Regions from separate parts of the Triticum aestivum genome. Here region 1 is linked to region 2. Evidence: chromatin contacts called from public Hi-C data. All regions are on one chromosome and are shown on one strand. The core of a region is the stretch at or near the end of the contact, and the rest is flanking DNA. Distances in the headings are between cores, read along the strand shown.

What was found. Hi-C and Micro-C count contacts between places; a contact is called where the count stands out from the background.
Region 1: a Hi-C map of leaf shows a contact between it and region 2, with 4 times the contacts expected there. The contact joins the promoter of LOC123090705 here to the promoter of LOC123090700 in region 2. A contact is called at or near these places in 2 of 5 Hi-C or Micro-C datasets (both in leaf).

The regions. Positions count from the first base shown.
Region 1 is chr4B:24,106,847-24,110,232 of IWGSC CS RefSeq v2.1, reverse strand. It overlaps LOC123090705, which reads right to left and starts at 2,097. Exons shown (of 3, transcript XR_006442543.1): 1 at 1,701-2,097. LOC123090704 (calcineurin-binding protein 1) reads right to left here. Exons shown (of 21, transcript XM_044512034.1): 21 at 2,841-3,297. The coding sequence ends at 3,062.
Region 2 is chr4B:23,922,994-23,926,117 of IWGSC CS RefSeq v2.1, reverse strand. It overlaps LOC123090700, which reads right to left and starts at 1,709. Exons shown (of 6, transcript XR_006442541.1): 1 at 1,355-1,709; 2 at 978-1,260; 3 at 715-765; 4 at 1-11.

The DNA of each region.
Region 1 (3,386 bases), core at 848-3,347, 180 kb before region 2:
GGTATTTCCAAGGGCGCAACCTTCTGTTATTTGATTGTGTGGCAGACATACTTGAACTAAGGGTACAGGAAAAAGAACTACAAAATTTTATGATTATATAGCAGCCAAAACTCATAAGGCCCTCAGAATAGACATTTTCTTCTAATCAATGGAATTGCTTCTTCGTAGTAAAACAAGGAGAGTAAATTCAAAGCACAAACTAACTAATCATCAAAAACTAGGGAAGATGGCAAACTAATCATCAAAAAGTGGGTGTTGCTTATCAGCAACTCAATTCTCAAATCCAGGATCCACCTGAGAGTAATGAGTTGGTATGTAGTACTATCTCTTACTCCCACTGTTCCTTAATAAATGTGACTTAGATATCGACAGTCTCAATACACACATTTAGCCATACATTTCCATACAACAAGTCCAAATACTTATGTCTATATTGGTCAGCGTTTTCAAAACTCTGATTGTGCGCATTCTAAAAGGGCATATACTTCAGAATGGAGGGAGTAAGTTGTATCATACGCAAAACTGTGTGTCTCTTATGAGTTTATGTCTCCACTATATAGACAGCACGATAGCTACCTGATGTTCAATTTTGAAATTTTGAACAATGCTAAATTTGCAAAGCAGGTCATATCGATGTAGTTAGAAGAGCATTAAGGTCTCAACTATTGCCACTCAGAGATTATGGTATCAATACTAACAAAGCCTGATGGATCATGTATGAACTAGAACCTTGACAACCAGCAAGTTGCTAAATTCGGGTGAATATACTTATCTGTCACCCGCTTTGGTTAACAGAGGACCTAAGGTTACAGAATAAAGTCTGATACATGAACCAAGTACATAGATGGATAGAACCTACAAGTTTGAAGTAAGCATTATCTAAATCCTTCGACTCTCCAGAACAATGTCACCAACATTTTTGGAGTCTACTTACATGATTCCTCAAGCATGCCGTGGTACATGTGAGGCCGAAATGCTCCAGTGGCCCAGTGAGGCAATCGCATAACGAAAACTAAATAAAAGGCTGAGAATTCAACAAAATCAAAACAGCCTAACGAGAAGTACAAACCATTGAAAGGGGGCGGCCGGCATACTTTGAATGTTCAAGCATGTGTACCGGCTTTCTCGCCACTCACGAAACATTAAACAGGACTGGGGATCCAGACAGCAACACGAAACACACTATGTTAACAGAACGCCAGAGGCTGGGGAAACACAAAGCCTAACTCATCAAAACTTGAAGCAAAACTCCACCGAAGGCTTCTCCTACCAACAGATACCCAATGAATAGCAGGTGTAAGATAAGGCGACCCACTGCAGTTTCGCGAATCAACTGAGCGGCAAGCCATATGAACTACTCCGCCCTTCACCGCAGCAGCACCCAAAATCTGACAATACTAACCTACAATACCAAACTATGCAGCCTAAACTAAACTAAACCTAGCTGGAGCATTTTTCGAACCTACGGCCGCAGAACATCGAATTCTCCTCCACGGATCCCCGCATTCGAATCCGCCTGCGCTATCAATCGAATTCCTAGGCAGGCAGAGACGACTGCGGACGCGGTAACATGGACGGCATATCAATCGAATCCCTCCCTACGCAGGCAGAGACGACCGCGGGCACGACAACATGGACGGCGGGAGCAACAAGCGGGTATGTAGATCTGGCTGGAGGGGAGGGGAGGGGAGGTGACGCACCGGATTCGGTCTTCAGGAGGAGGAGGAGGGCGTGGCGGGGCCGGCGTGGCGGGCGAGGAGGTCGTCGTAGGGGTCGCGGCGGCCGGCGGCCTGGCTGATCTGGGGGTCCCAGGAGAGCTGGGAGTTGAAGCGGTCGAAGGTCCAGAAGCCGTAGGGGCGGAGCGGGAGCGCCCAGGCGGCCTTGGTGCGCTCGCACCGCTCCTTCATCCGGTAGACGTGCGCCCGCTGCGCCTCGTCGCGCTGCTCCGGGTCCTCCATCAGCCGCAGGACCAGGTTCTCCGCGAACTCCATGATGAATCCCATGGCGGCCGAGGCTCCTCTCGCTCTCTCTTTCGCTCGCGATCTGAGGAAATGTCTTCTTCCTCCGGCCCGGTAGGCGTCTCGTGGTTAGGGATGGTGGTGGGTGGGTGCGTGGCCGGCGGCGATGTCAACGTGGATTTGCAGCAGGTGATGACCGGCCCAGCCCAACATTTTTTGGGCCGGATGGTAGCCTAATCCGCTCATTTTCAGTTCTGTTTAACCGAGGAAAAGATCCCCTAAAAATACTGAAGAAATAGCACCCCTAAAAAAACCGAAGAAAAAGTTTTTATGGAGACTGAAGAAAAAGTAATGCTAAAAAACGAAGAAAATGTGAGAATCGTTTTTTTCATGTTCTAGAAATAAATAATACTATGTTTCGGAAAAAATGGTGCAGCTCATTTTTTTTAACATCAGTACAGACACAAGCACTCATATACACACGCATACACTCACCCCTATGAACGCACACACGCACACCCTACCAATATGAGCACCTCCGAAAGACTGAGCCGGCATAACATCTTGAAATTCAGCTCATATTTATTCAGAGCCATTGTCAGGTGTTGTTTCCAAATTCCAATATAGTCAACGACTTGTTGCGAACATTTCGTTCTTTCCATCTCAGTTTGTTGCAGATGGTTCTTACCACTGCCCCCAGAAATTCAAGACGGTAGGGAATGATCCAAAAAAGTGAAATGGCAACGGCATGTTTGATTGTCTTCCACACTTTTTGTGCCACAACCATGGCAAAACCACCATTTTTTGTGGCAGACAAAAATGGTCGTCACACCTGCAGAAAAAGGTTGGATAGAAAACGATTTTATCACAAGCAAGGTCAGATGTTAAAAAGGTGTGGCACATCACAACTGTGGCTACAAATCAAACATGTCCTTAGTTGTTACATTAGCTTCTAGTATAAGGTTAGTTTATACACCAGGAAAGACATCAGACCTATTCCTGCTACAGCTGCAGTACATCATATTTCTGCTGGAAAGGGAGAAGCCTTCAATCTAATCAGAACTCATGACCATCCCATGGGTATAGAGAAGCATGATGCACAATCAAGCTGCACCGGCATTGCCTTGGCCGCCATCCGGAGCACTTTCCGTTGTCCTAGATGAGCCGCTGCGCGAGAGTTGGGATGCCACGGTGCTGGGTTTCTGCGCCTCGGTGGCAATCAGCGACGCGCTGCCCTCTGCTTCTTGGTGAAGAGGAACACTGGCCGCTAATGGAGCAGAGGCATTTGCTTCTTGAGCTTCACTGGACACGGAATGCGCACTCTTTTCTTTAGATGTAACTGTGAACAACACAAACAACACATATCAAGGGAAAGAAGAGGGAAGGTAGCTATCCTACCGTCCAGATGTCAGGAGTTGCGTGGAATAC
Region 2 (3,124 bases), core at 460-2,959:
AATACCCCATCCTGTTGGTTGGTTGTTTTACAGGTTAGAAAGAAATCAACGTTCGCAAAGTGAAAACTGAAAAGAACTAAATGCATTTGGCAGATACGCAATCCCTGAATCGAAGATACATAATCACTGCAAAAAACAAATATTTAATTTAACCCAGTACAACCTACTCAACCTACTTATGCCTAATGAAGCATCGACTTAAAATATCCTTATTAACACTAAGTATTATACTATCACCCTCTCAATTGTCTGGAAGCCTAACAATTGCATGCTTTCAGTTCTATTAAACTTCATTTTACCTTGCTGATCACATAAATTTCAAATAGAATACCGAATGTTAAAATAAAAGTTCTCATAATAAACTTCATATACAATAACAGAAAAATGTGTCATTTGAATTGCATAAGCTCCAGAAAGCATGTACAATAGCTGAGGGAGAAAACTGCATACCCATTTGAACGCACAAGCTGACCTTATTAACACTAAGTATTATACTATCACCCTCTCAATTGTCTGGAAGCCTAACAATTGCATGCTTTCAGTTCTATTAAACTTCATTTTACCTTGCTGATCACATAAATTTCAAATAGAATACCGAATGTTAAAATAAAAGTTCTCGTAATAAACTTCATATACAATAACAGAAAAATGTGTCATTTGAATTGCATAAGCTCCAGAAAGCATGTACAATAGCTGAGGGAGAAAACTGCATACCCATTTGAACGCACAAGCTGACCTTATCAGCGTTCCGAGGTTACCCGGATCCTGCCAAGTATCAGAATCAACACCGGCATTAGATGCACTGTACAGAACTCGAATCAGTGCTTATGAGATGTACTAATAATAAACCACTTCAGAGTTCAAATAAGCACCAGCCCCCCCCCCCCCCCCCCCCCCCGAACTATGCGACCATCCCCCATTTTCTGCACAAAAAGACTGCTACTGAATAATGGTGGGGTGTCGCTCATCGTCTTCACCTGAATCCCATCAAGGACCAGGATCCTCTTTGGAGACTGGAACGCCGCATCAAGACCAGCTCCACCCTCCTCATCACCGAGGTCACAGAAATGCTTGGGCATGTGCATGACAGCAATCGCCTCGGTTGAATCAACCGACCGCATCCCGGAGATCCTCTTCATCACAGTGGCGCTGACATACACAACATTGCCACCAGAGAGCTCATGCAGTTCACCCGGGACCTCTGCGCCGTCCAAGAGGAGCAAGCAATCGATGTCGGCGAGCCCAAGCCTGCAGATCTCCCTGCGGCGAGCGAGCAACACGGAGGAGGAGCAGAGTGTAAGAAATGGAAGGGCGCTGGAAAGGATCGGAGCGACGGGGCGGGGGAGAAGGGTACAGGACGGGGGCGAGGCCGACGAGGACGAGGCGGCGGCAGGACCGTCGGTAGGCGGCCGAGTCCCGGAGCTTCACGCAGTGCTTCACCATGGGGTTCGCCACGCTCGCCACCTGCTTGCGCCTTTGCCCGACCCGGAGAGAAGGCGGCTTGGACGCGGCCGTCGCGGCGGCACCGGGAGCGGCGAGGCGGCGACGGCGGAAGGCGCGCGCCGAAAGCGCCGGGGAGTTGAACGCCGACGGCGATGGCGGCGGGGCGCGCGCCAGTAGCATCCCGGCGGCCAACGGTGGCGTGGTATCGCTCGCTCTGCCAACTTCGCTTCGGGGGGTTCAAAAGCACGCCTTATCTACTTTGCGCTCAACGTGTCAATTTCTTTTTCCTCTTGCCAAAAATATAGAGATAAATACACCCACGGTCGCTATAATTGCGTTGAAAGCACGATACGGTCACCCAACTTTGAAATACACTCGTTACGGTCACTGAATACGATGGGACGTGAAAATACGGTTACTGTAGCGCGTATGCGGTGCGTACACGCAGTTTGACCATGTGTTGACCGCTCGTTGGGGACAGGTGGCGAACTGTGGAGGCGCGGATGTGGAAATAAGCAAAAAAGTCCTCGGGCGACGCCGCATCCCCCATTCATCCCTCCATCACTCCACCTGCCCGTTCGTCTTCGTCGATAGAGAAAGGGGGAGCTGCATAGGCGACGCCGCCTCGGCGATCATCGGAAGGTTGGGGAGGCGACAACCAGATTTTGTGCATGGTTGAGGAGGTGCCGCCGCCTCGCGCCTTCGCCACCTGTGGGAGGCGGCGTCGATGTCCCATGTTCGTCGTGCAGAAGGGGCGGCGGCCCCCTTGTACAGTAAATCCCCTAATCTGAAGAATCCTTCCCTTTTTTTTGCCGTTTTGATGTTCAAAAATCCTTCTTTTCGGCCGGCATTGCCCTACTAGATGTGTTGTAGTTGGTAGATAGGCCGAATTCTGCTAGGGTTTTCGCATGGGATTTGGGGTACCCGCGTCCTACTACACTAGAGTCGTTTCCAGCGTCACTCATCTCGGCCTACTCTCTGTCGTCCTCCTATTGCACTGATGCTGCAATGGCGCGCACACTGCAGTTCGCCGTGCCGCCGACGGGGTCGATCATCTTGGCCTCCTCTATCTCGCCCTACTACACTGGAGTCGTTTCCAGCGTCGACCATCTCGGCCTCCTCTCTCGTCCACTACACTGACGATACCATGGCGTGAGCACTGCATTCTCCTCCTCTGTCGACTGTCTTTGCACGAGCACCGCAACTAGTTCGCCGACGGGGTCGCTCGCCCACGACTCCATGCCCGTCATGTCGAACACAACGCCGCAACCACTATCTATCGCAGTCGCCATGGTCCGGCGCACACTGCATTTCTTCTTCCCCTTTCTCTGCTAGTTCTTAACCTTATGTGCTAAGTGCAAGTTTTAGCTCTTAATCATATCCCATGCGGGCAACCAAAACAGCGTGTAGTTGTATGCGCCGAGACAATACAAGCAACCAAACAACATGCCAAAGTTGATCCCCTAATGCAAAAAGTCCATATGCAGGCAACCAAACAACTTGCAGATGTTGCATATGAGGCTGTTTTTTCAGAGCCAGATTGGGTTGAGATGTGTATGCAACGCAGCTACTATTCACTACTGCAACCAAACACGCCCATAGAGACCATCTTGTACCCAGATGATGGTGGCACCACACATAATATTATTATTACACAAAGATCATAGCGGTTAAGTTATTA